Regions from separate parts of the Sus scrofa genome. Here regions 1 and 2 are each linked to region 3. A link is a contact called in public Hi-C and promoter capture Hi-C data. All regions are on one chromosome and are shown on one strand. The core of a region is the stretch at or near the end of the contact, and the rest is flanking DNA. Distances in the headings are between cores, read along the strand shown. Region 1 holds the start of C12H17orf58 (UPF0450 protein C17orf58 homolog). Region 2 holds the start of KPNA2 (karyopherin alpha 2 (RAG cohort 1, importin alpha 1)). Region 3 holds the start of PITPNC1 (phosphatidylinositol transfer protein, cytoplasmic 1).

Region 1 (3,960 bases), core at 93-2,592, 520 kb before region 3:
TGGGAGGGCAATGTAAGTGATGTGTGTGCTTTTATACTTCACCAAGGGCCTCTGCCTCCCGGCCACACTTTAAAAATCTTTCTAAGCTGTGTTTTACTAATAAGTGGTGTCCAAGAAGCCAGATAAAAATCCACTCACAAATGCTGGGTTCTGCAGAGACCAAGATGACAGTGTAAACACGGATGGGAAAACCAAATAGTTCTGTTGTCAGGGGCGCTTAAACAATTAGGAGAACCTGTAATATGAGCCCTTTCCCCCTGGGGTTTGCTCTTGGTACTTTCTCAACAAACTGTACAGAGCAAAAAGGCGGATGTTTATATATACATTAAAGAAAGGGCAAAAAGAGTTTGTTATTTAACCAAAGTTGTCAGTTATGTTTAGTCCTGGAACAAATAGGTGGTTGTAATTTTAAAAGCCGTTGCTTTGCGAAGGTTCCTTAACAAAATGAAATGTTCCCATGCGGTGAGAAAATTCTTCCTAGTTGGCCTCATTCTTAGAGGGCAAGACCCTCATCTCCGTCCTCCTGTGGGGCCTAGGAAACCTGTGCTCCTCAGAAGCTGGGGGGCCTTCCTCTTCCCCCTCCCATTCTTTTTCCTTTACTTGCAAGTCTCCTGGCCGCCCCACCTCGCCTCTCGCAGGTGTCTGCTACGTTTGCATTGTCCCCCATCTCCTCCCCTCCCGGAGCCCTTTCTTCTCCCCCCCACTGGCTTCTCTCCCCCTCGGCAGCCTCATCTCTCAGCCTCCCCGGCCTCACCTCTCCTCCCCTCCTCTCTCCCTTCTCGTCTCGGCCTCTCCCCTTCCCCTCGACGCTCCCCCCACCCCCACGCCGGCCCCCTCCTCTCCCCGTCCCCTCCTCCGTCCCCTCTGCCCGCCCGGCCTCTCCTCCCCTCCCCTGACGCCCTCCCGGGCCTCTGCTCCTCTCTCCCTACAGCCTCGTCGCCCCACAACAGGAAGCCCGACCCCGGCGGCGGCCCGAGCGCTGAAGAGACACCGGGGCCCCGGGCGCAGCCGGTCCCCGAAACCCAACGGCGGCCGCGCGCAGCCGACGCCGCTCCCCGCGCCTGGTCGGACCTGCGGCGCCGGAAGCCCCCCACGCCCGCCGAGAACCGGGCCGGCTTCCGGGAGGCAGCGCGCGCGGCCGCCGACCCGCCGAGCCCGCGCCTCGCGCAGGCCGAGAACCGCGCGTCACCGCGCCGCGTGCCCGCGCTGGACGACTCCCCGCGGCGCGCGCGCTCCCGGCACCTGCGCCTCCCGGCCGCGCGAGCTCCCGCGCGCGCCGCCGAGGCCCCCGCCGACCCCGCCTACCTCAACCGGCCGCGCGCCGCCGCGCCGCTCCCGGAACCCGCGCCCGCGCCGCCGCCGCCGCGCCCGCCGCGGACGGAGGACGCCGAGCCAGGCGCCGAGCCCTGCGCGCGCGCCTGCGGGGCGGACCTGGACGTGCGCGAGTCCTACTGCGCCAGCGAGTTCGGTGAGCCCCGCCCGCCGCTCCTCCCGGGCCCGGACGGCCGAGCCCCGGCCGCGGGGAGAGCCTTTCCGAGCCGAGGGAGTCGGGCTGTACACCGGGATCCTAAACCAAACCCTAGAGAATCCCACCCGCTCGGTCCTGCAGGCCCCAGAGCCGTGTGGACTATTTCGCGATTTGTTAAAAACGCTCTGGGGAGAGAAAGAGGAAGGGAGCGCTCTGTATTTCTCCAAACTCTTTGTTTTTTGCAAGCAGCAGTGAACGGAATCGTGCATGATGTGGACGTGCTCGGCACAGGGATCCGGCTGGTGACTCTGCTGGTGGACCGGGACGGGCTGTACAAGATGAGCCGCCTGTACATCACTCCGGACGGGTTTTTCTTCCGAGTCCACATATTAGCCCTGGACACCTCCAGTTGCAATAAGCCATGTCCAGAATTTAAACCTGGTATTGAAACTAAGTGACCATTTTATATTTATGACACCATTGAATATGCCGGAGCCTGGTCTCTGTCGGTCACCCTAGTACCTTTTACGGGGAGAGGGGTATTCTTAGAATTTAGACGACAGGTATTATTTCGGGGATTTAAATTCTGGGATTTAAATTCCATCAGCGCACACCTTCCTCCCGCGCCACCGGCTAAAGATGGGAACTGCACGGGCTGGCACAAAGCAGACACTCAATAAATGTTTGTGGACAAATGAAGGGAACGATGAAACACCGTTGCCAGAAGGGACGCCTACGGGGCCATTTAAACTGAGTGTAGAAGCGTCTTTTTTGGGGGGCGGGTGCTGCGCACTGCCACGTCTTTCTAGAGGTGTGCTCGGTAAAGTCCTGCTGATATGTTGTGATTAGGAACTTTGCTCCTAGTGTTGGCTGTTTACAGGCTGGGTAATCTGATTATTCTATAAAGGTCACTAGGCTGTCTCTGTTGTTTGAGGGTTAAATAAATGTCTGAGATGCACCATGTGCAGCAAGATAACAGATTCAAGCTTAGGCGTTTCTTAAAGTCCTTATTCCATTTTCACATTGTTTCGTGGCATTTTTGAAGATACTATGAATTTACATGTTGGCTTTTTTTTTTTTTTTCTTTCCCCCCCCAGGCAGCAGGTATATTGTGATGGGCCACATCTATCATAAAAGAAGGCAGCTACCTACAGCTCTGCTTCAGGTCCTGAGGGGGCGCCTCCGACCCGGAGATGGACTAGTCAGGAGCAGCAGCAGCTATGTGAAAAGATTTAACCGAAAAAGGGATGGGCAAGTGCAAGGAGCAATTCACACCCAATGCATGTGAAACATTCCAGCCTGGCTCTTCTGGTTCCTCAAGAGACTTGGATTTCAGCAACAAGACGCGAAAGGCCTAGCATCACGTCATGGGGTTTTTCCCTTAGAATAGGGCACACGGCTCCTTTATGAACTAGTTGTGAAGTGCTGACTCCAATCTTGAAGTGGTCACTTTTTTATTTACACAATGCTTCTTAAATGGTAGGCTTCTGAGCTCCAGTGGTAAAGTTATTCAACTGTAGTGCCAGTTATTCCCACAGCCCAGATAACTGACCTGTCCAGTTAACAGATCACTGCTTCGTGTTGTTTATGTTAATTATTTTAATTTAAATACATTCTTGAGTAGAAATAGTTCACAAAAACATTTCCTCGGTTTTAAATATACAATTGTTGAATAGTTTATATCATGTATCAAACCAAATTTTATACTAAAACCGTCACATTTTGAATTCTGTACATAACAGTAAGTGCACTAGTCAGACGTAGGACATGTCAGATCACGTTTAGATCAAACACACAAGTCACAGCCCAAGACAAGTATTAAAGCTTTACACCTAAAGAGGACTGATGGGCTTAATTCAGGCAAACAAGTGTTTGTTCAAACAAATGTTCCTGATGTACCAAAATATAAGATAGTTTATTTCCATGCCTCCCTGCTTCAAAAATCATGTTTTGTGCCATACTGGCAGCTATCTCAGTGCCAAACATTCTGGGTGTATCTGATGTCATTTTTCTCTTAAGACCAGGTATCATGTTTGTGTTTGTAAAGCAGTAAATCTTGCCTTGAAATCAGATCTTGGATGCAGCTGGTTTTTTAGCTTCACGGACCCCAAAAAGTTTGAGGGAAAAAAAGCATTTCTCAAACGTACTCCAAAAACTCTGGAACTGATATTTAATAACAGCTTGCAAGCATGTGAATTTCAAACATTTCCCATTTGGCTTGAAAAGATTTAATCACTCACTGACTTTAATATTGATTTTATACCTGAGTCCACAAAGACGTTACTTTATTCCGAAGACCAAGCTGTGCTTCAGTTAATATGAAACTGTGAATAAAGACACTGATAATCCATGGTTGAATTGAAGATTTTACTGCCTAAACAAAGAGAAACAGGAACTGCACTGAGGAGAGAAAAACAGCCCGTTTGGTCTCAAAGCAGATGCACTGAAGAGCTCAAGCTGTGTCATTAAGTCTGTAATGGCACAGCCTCTAA
Region 2 (3,580 bases), core at 762-3,261, 540 kb before region 3:
GGTCAAGGTCCGAAGCTGACAGCTAGAAATGCAGGTAGTCTTGAAGGGAGATCAGAGCCAAAGACAATCTTGGAATCAACTTTAGTAGATTATTAAGTGTGGGAAGGAAAGAAGACAGCTCACTAGAATTACTGACTGGGAGCACAAAAATAAAAGATCTTCACATTTGATAGTTAAGACTATAAAGCTAGGAATGTTATTTAAATTTCTAAGAAAAGACCCATATTGATTTTCTGGGTTTACCATAATCACAAGCTGAAATATCCTTACCTGGTTATTGCGGTTTTCCTGCAGTGGAGAAGTAGCGTCATCAGGAAAAGAGCTGACATTTCTCCTTTTCAGCATCTGGTCATCCTTCTTAGCTTTCCTCAGCTCCACATTAACTTCTATTCGGCGCCGCCTCATTTCCTTGAGAGAAAATTACATATCATTTCACCTATTACACCAGTTTTTGTTGCCAAGTGATGGCATTTTTTTCAAATTCCTTCAAAGTTTTGACCCCTTCAAATATATTGCCATTTAAAAAATACCACAGGAAAGCAACAGAAAGTACTCACTGTACTGTCTTTCCCCTTGTTCTTGAATCTGTTAAGGCGGGCAGCTGGTGAATTAGCATTCTCATTGGTGGACATGGTTATGAGACAAAGGGAGGGAGGTATCTATAAGATGAGGGAGAGAAAAAAAATTCCCTTTTATCATTTTGATTGGCAATACGGTAAGCATCAAGGGAATTATCGAAAACATATTGAATCCACACTTTTGTAATGGAAGAGGAACTTCCTTTTTCAGCACTATGTAGTTTTAGCCAAAGGATATTTGGCCCCTCCCCTCCGAAGGGCTGAGACTTCCTGGAGCAGTGCTGTCCATCAGAAATATAAAGCAAGCAGCCTAAATTTAAATTTCCTAGTAGCCACATTTTGTTTAAAAAAAGTAACAAGAAACAAATGAAATTAATTTTAATATTTAACCCAACACATCCAACATATTCTCATTTCCACACGTTAAAATATCAAAAAAATTACTGAGATATTTCACATTCTTTTTTCCTACCAATTCTTCAAGATCTGTACTTTAAGCTTACAGCACAACTCGATTCAGACTAGCCACTTGCGTCTGGCGACTACCGCACTGCACAGAGCGGCTCTAGACTCTATAGAGGATCTACAAATACTTAACTGAACTCGGAGTAGGGGGACTGAGCTTATAGGTAAAATCTTTGTCCTAGGGGCCATAAATTCAGATCCTCTGGAGGCTCCACTGTCTTTAAATGGCCTAACAGGTACATTCTCCACAGTTGAAAGTTGTTAAAAATCTGACTCATCATTACGTTATGGAGTCTTTCATAAAATGTCCTGTCCACACTGAAAACTCGCGACGCAGTTCTTCATCTTCAGCATCTCGCACACTTTCGAGGAATTCCGAGTGAATGCACCAAATTAGGTTGATATCCCCAGCTGTGCTTCACTCAGACGTGGCTACTTAAGCGCACTCCCCAAAAGATCACAAAAGGAAAAGTCCTCCTAAGGGGGGGAGGGGGCTATCTTTAATTTCATTTTGTTCTTTTACGAAATAGTGACACAACCAACCCAGGGCCGACGTGTTTTAAGAGACAGCACTTCCAACTGCCACCTCCATCTCCAGTCCCTTCCCCTGCTCCCCCCTCCCCGCCCCATTTCGGGGAAGGAGCAGCCGGGAACTGACGGAGGAGGAGCCAGAGGCGCCCGGCAACCTACTTGGGCTTTCGCCCTCGGGCCTCACTCTGATTCTCGAGTAAATGCCATTGCGGCGGTTTGCAGAGCCTCGGGCCCTAAAACCCAAGCACCCGCATCCCCAAACACCCGTCTCGTAAACGAACGACCCCAAAGGCCTCGTCAACCAAAGAAGCCAAAGCTAGGCCAGGCGTATAGCCCGGGCCTTCCCTCCCGCCACCCACAAGCCGAGCCCGGCCTACAGGCCAGCCGTTGCCACTCAGGCCGGACTGCGGCCTAGGTTCGTACCTACACAGCCGGCTCAGGCTTCCACAGGAGGCGGTCAGGGGCGCTCAGGCTGCGGCTCAGGGTCTCTCAAAACGTCCACCACGGTCAGCGCGAGGACAGTGTGGCTCGTGCAGCCGGCGCGATTTAAATTTCCCGGTGGCTCCGCATTCCGATTGGCTGGTTCGAGCTTATGCTAGACGTCCATTGGTGGATTTGAAAAACACGTTGGGAGGGGTCAGAGGGCCCAGAAGATACGATAGCATCGCGAGATGAGGGAGCGGCCGGGCGATCCCAGAGCGCCCCGCAGTTCGGAGGCGGCAGCCTTCAGGTCCCGGCGTGCAGCGCGAAGGGCTAGTTTCCAGCCCGCCTTGGCCATAGCCTCGGTCCTTTACCGAGGGTTTACTCGTGTACAGTGGTTGGTCGTTACCCTTGGCGTCTGCCTTAAGAGAACCACAAATGATTCCCCAAATAATTTTTAAAATTTCGATATAGAAATACATTGCTATGTATTTTTTTCTCTGATAGGACTCAGAAGAAAAAGGCCACCAAAGGTTAGCAGGGCCACCAAGGAGGGGATGGATAAAGCAGATTTGTGCTGCACTTTTTAGTTTAGTTTTTTTTTTCTTCTAACTTGCATCATAAAAGACTGCATAGACGGCACAAGTAATGGTAACAAAAGGTTTACTACATCTGTTTCTCCAGTCTTATTTTTTATTTTCAAATACAAAAGAACTATAAATCTTTATGCATATTTGCCAAGTGTTAACATTTGCCACATTTACTATTTCTTTCTCTGTGTAAATACCCACACGTACTAGTAGGCCCATATGCATAGCTTTTACATGATACTTTTCAACCTTTTGAAGGGTAAGTTTGAGAAATCATGTCCCTTTATCCCTAAATATTTTGGGTTGCACCTTGGAAGGATAAGGACATTCTGTTATATAACCACTCCACAATCATCAAATTCAAGACATCTGAACTTCGATGTGATTTATTATATAGTCCATGTTCAAATTTTGTCAGTTGTTCCAGTAATGACTTATGCTACAATTTATACATTTCTGAATAAAATGCTTGCATTTTCTTGTAATTTTTAAAAAAGCATCAGTGATGGTTCTCGTAATGTCAGTGTTATAGGCCACTTTGTTTTCATAATTTTTCCGTATTCTGAAAAGGGTATTTTTAAGAAAAGCTGTATTGGTTTTGTTGTTTGTGTGTTTTTTACTATAAATTCAAACAATGGTCTTCGTCTCTTCTTGCAGGCATTTTTGCCAGCTTCATGCACTGTGTAGCAGCCAAGGGAATCACAGGAGGTTGTCTCCTCTCACCTACCCAATCAGTATAATCCTATCTGCCCAAATGCGAAAACGTGGAAGGAATTCACCTGTAAACCAGTCACTGCAAGGCATTCCCTTTGCTACAATGAATGGCTCAGGGGCAGTCATCTGACCTAATTTCATCCAGTTGTGAAGCCTATGCTTTTTGTTTAATGATTGGAGGTGGGAAAGCAGGCTCTGTTCCGAACTGAGTGATGTGAGTTCTAGAAATTTGAGTTAAGACAATTGTAGAGAAACCATGAAAGCTTTGATCACCATCCTGAC
Region 3 (3,691 bases), core at 1,033-3,532:
TATACACCTCCTAGCTAAACTACTCCAGATCAGCTGCCCAGGGGTAGGAAGATCTCAACCTTTTTCTAGAAAATACTCTGGTTAACCAGTTTCATTCATTTGCCTCTCCCATTCTCCACATAACTTTTGCTGTTTTCTCCACGTGATTCACACGGTCTGCCTCCCCACATGGCATCCATCCTTCAAGACCTTTGAACAAAGGCGATCTCTTCCAAAGTCAATGAATTGCAACTCCGGGGCTTGGGGGCTCAGTTGATCACTGGAGTAGGGGCTGATTTTTCTCTTTGGCAGCCTGCGTCTGCCCCTAGGATATGTTTTTCGAACTTGGAGTTACTTTGATCTTGCCTTGTATTGTACTTGGGTCTTGCCCTTAAACTTGTCCCAGAAGACAAGCCCCCTGGGAGCACAACCATGTTCCTAGTTAACTATCTTTTTCTCTCCCAAAGCACCTTGCCCCTTCCAAAAGTAGTGGCTCAATAACATATCTACAAATTAAGTGCACTGTACTTAAATATAAACACGGTTTGGGTCTCTGGTGCCATGTGTGTTGCCACACCAAACCACATTGGGAAGTTTCAAATTGCCTTGACCGACTTCCAGCTCCCTCGCTATCCCTGGACACACGCTAAGCAATTGTGAAATCACCAAAAAGGTAGGGATGCAGAGGGGGGGAATAAAGGGAAGCCAGGGCCTGAACAATCCTGAGTCATCATTTCCTGAATGATGGAACTTGCTGCTTGGGAGAAAGGAACCTGAGCGGCGGGTGGAGTACGAGCCCGGGACAAGCCCCCGCCCCTCGCCCTGCAGCGCTGGACCCGCGAGCCAGGGCCGGCCCTCACCCACGTGCTGGAGCGCCCCCCTGTGGCCGCACCGCAGCCCCCTCCGCTCCTGGCTCCCGCATACCACTCTCCCCGCGGCCAAAGAAACAAGACACGCACAAAGTTTCCCAGCCAGGCGGTTAGAGAAAGGTCGATGCCAGGTCTGGAAGCTCGAAACGCGGGCGTGGCGGGAGCGGCACCCAGGGTGGCGGCGATGACAAGGTGTCCGGGCCCAAACTGACTCCCCAAGAGCTCCGAGGTGCCCCCCAGCGGGCCCCGGGGCTTCCAGAACCCAAGGGTGAAGGTCTTCTCCCTTACCCCAACCTTCCAGCGAAGGGCGGGAGCAGAGCCTGGGCCCCCACGCCAGGACGGGATGCCCCCCCATCCCCAGCTACTAGAGCGCGCTTGGCGCTCTGGCTTTGCTTTATTCATCTTCTTAATTGGAGGGAGGGGGTGACCAAATCCCTTTAGCACATTCTGATCCCCGGCAATCTGGGTTCTAGGTGCCCCCCAAAAGCCCACCTGGAGTCCGCCGCCCCACCCAATGCCGCCCTCCTTGCCAGGGTGACAAGTGGAAGCAGCAACTCCTCATCCTCCTCCCCCTCCAACCTCCCGCTTTGGAAGGTAATATTCCACCAGGGTTTCCCCGCCGCCCGCAGTGGACCTGGGGGCGGGGAGGCGGTGAGGGGGTACGCGGCACCCCGGGGCGGGAGGGGCCGGGAGCAGGCGAGGCCGGGCCCGGCGCGGCGGTTACCTCGTCCACGGTGAGCGGCATGCAGATCCTGTACTCCTTCAGCAGCATGATCCTGCCGGCCGCGGACCCCTAAGGCAGGAAGCGGAGGGCGCCCCCAGACTAACAGCGCTGCCGCCCAGGCACAGGGCAGGGCGCCTGGAGCCCCGCGCTCGGAGCCGGCGGGCGAGGCAGCCCCGGCGGTGCGCTCAGATCCTGGCTTCCTCCTCACCGCCCGAGAGCATGTCAAGGTTCGGGTCCGGGTGTTCACCGCTCCTCCGTCTCCTTCCTTGCCGAGGTCGATCCTCCTGGAACGCGGTGTTGCAAAGTCAGGCGGGGAGGGAGGGAGACCGGCTGGAAACCGCTCTATTCGGTAGCCCGGGTCGGTAGGAGCGGGCGCCAGATCAGGGCATGCCCGGCGGCGGGCGAGGGAGGGAAAAAAAGAGAGATTTCCAAAAATTAAAACGAATGCACAAAAGTCACCCGCTCGATCCGCCTCTGAAACCAGATCTGAACCTGGCGATCCCCTTCTCCGGCCGGTCTGCCCAAGGCTAATGTCACCAGGAACACATTGCAGTCAGAGATGCTGACTTTCCAGACAAAGGCTCGATCAGCTCTGCTCCCCGGGCGGTAAACAAGATTTCCTGCTCTTTTTAGGGCCGGTCCCCGAGGCACTCCAGGGCTCGCTGGTGGAGAAAAGGGAAGCCGCCGCGGCCGCTCGGCTCTGCTGGGCTGGGGCCCCGGTTCCTCCGACCTCAGCTCGCGGCTGCAAGGGGCGGGCGGGAGGAAGCTGGCGCCTTCCGCGCGCGTCCCCTCCCCCGAGTCCCTCGGCTCCCCGAGCGCTTTGCGTGCCCGCGAGTTTGCAGCCACCTCGCCGGGGCCGGAGAGTCGGCGCCGCCGAGCTGCAGTGTGCCTCCGGCCGGGGAGGTGGGTGCGGGAGGGGCGAGCGCGAGCGAGGCTGACATCAGCAGCGGCCGCGGCGGGGAGGGTAGCCCCATCCGGCCAATGGGGAAATGGCAAAGAATGTGGAGGATTTAAACAAAACAGCATGTCTCTCCCGGGCTGCTGCCAGACGGCAGGGCTGCCCCGGAGAGCCGAGCCCGGCCGGCGTTGGGATGGATCGGAAAAGGGGGCTCTCTTCGGCTCTTTACCCTTTGAATCTGTTCTCAGACGTGCTCCGGGTGCCACGGTGCTCGGCCCGGAAACCCTGGGTAGCTTCTGGGTCCAAGGTACAGACGTGTTCCTTGCCCTTTAGGAAAAGGGGGGGGGTGTTGTTTTGGGGGGGGTGTTTTTACAAATGCCCACCGAGAGCGTTTTCGCTTTGGTCCAGTAAGCAAGTCCGGCGCTGGAGAGGCAATGGGGTTTGGGAGCAGAACAAACCCTTGCCTGGTTTCCTAACTGGTTTCAGAGCAGGAATCCAGAAACTGGAAAGTGCAACAATGTGAGTGAAAATGAAGTCCCAACAGAAAGACACAACCAGAGGGAACGTGAGCCACACATAACCTCTTACCTCTCCTGGCCCTGCTCTGCAGTCTGACTGCAGGCTTCACAGAGCAGCAAGAATAGGTTTTCCTGTCAGCACTCTCAAGTTCAAAAAGTCACAGTGAAATGTCAATGAAAATGCCTGGAGTGTTGGTATTTCATCCATATTAAACAGATCCCTCATTTTAACCACAAGAGGCACATTCTTCAGTTACTCAGGAAGCTGCATGTAACTGCTGAAGTCTGTTTTTCATTTGTCTGGTATTTTTAAGCTTGTTTTTCTGAAAAGTTGCTGGATGAAAAATGCATCAGTTGCCCCTTTGCAGAATAACCTGCAAGCATCATCTTTTCCCGGAAAAAAAAATCCATGCTCTAAAGTCCTGCAGCATCTCACAGAGTTTTGGATGGCGATACATACAGATGGTCTCAACATATAGTATCTTAAATTATGAGTAATAAGTAATTAACCAATATAACTATGGTGGGCTGTGGCTAAAATCATCCAGATGGCTGGAGAGAATTTATAACTGTGTGAACAAGATACAGAGGCTGATAGAAAAATGAAACCCTATATCTAGCTTATATTCCAGGGAAAACTATTTTCTAGATAAATGCTTCCCAGAGTTGGCTCAGAAAGATTCACAGCAACTAATTAAAGCTA

The links. Promoter capture Hi-C pulls out the DNA fragments that hold promoters and counts their contacts. A called contact is a pair of places that touch in the nucleus more often than the background predicts.
Region 1: a promoter capture Hi-C map of fetal liver shows a contact between it and region 3, with 3 times the contacts expected there. The contact joins the promoter of C12H17orf58 here to the promoter of PITPNC1 in region 3. A contact is called at or near these places in 3 of 5 promoter capture datasets (fetal liver, fetal skeletal muscle and liver) and 5 of 47 Hi-C or Micro-C datasets (embryonic fibroblasts, heart right ventricle, liver and 2 more).
Region 2: a contact with region 3 is called in a Hi-C map of liver, with 2.9 times the contacts expected there. The contact joins the promoter of KPNA2 here to the promoter of PITPNC1 in region 3. A contact is called at or near these places in 1 of 5 promoter capture datasets (liver) and 5 of 47 Hi-C or Micro-C datasets (embryonic fibroblasts, heart right ventricle, liver and 2 more).

Annotation. Positions count from the first base shown.
Region 1 is chr12:14,259,061-14,263,020 of Sscrofa11.1, reverse strand. C12H17orf58 (UPF0450 protein C17orf58 homolog) reads left to right here and starts at 1,342. Exons shown (of 3, transcript XM_021068119.1): 1 at 1,342-1,468; 2 at 1,718-1,909; 3 at 2,566-3,818. The coding sequence starts at 1,807. The coding sequence ends at 2,756. It overlaps LOC110256159, which reads left to right. Exons shown (of 4, transcript XM_021068075.1): 3 at 932-1,554; 4 at 1,715-1,723. The coding sequence ends at 1,723.
Region 2 is chr12:14,283,743-14,287,322 of Sscrofa11.1, reverse strand. KPNA2 (karyopherin alpha 2 (RAG cohort 1, importin alpha 1)) reads right to left here and starts at 2,011. Exons shown (of 11, transcript NM_001163404.1): 1 at 1,998-2,011; 2 at 558-659; 3 at 271-408. The coding sequence starts at 632.
Region 3 is chr12:13,739,994-13,743,684 of Sscrofa11.1, reverse strand. It overlaps PITPNC1 (phosphatidylinositol transfer protein, cytoplasmic 1), which reads right to left and starts at 2,282. Exons shown (of 9, transcript NM_001143722.1): 1 at 1,573-2,282. The coding sequence starts at 1,620. LOC110256161 reads left to right here. Exons shown (of 3, transcript XM_021068117.1): 1 at 1-1,040; 2 at 1,322-1,442; 3 at 1,615-2,030. The coding sequence starts at 973. The coding sequence ends at 1,938.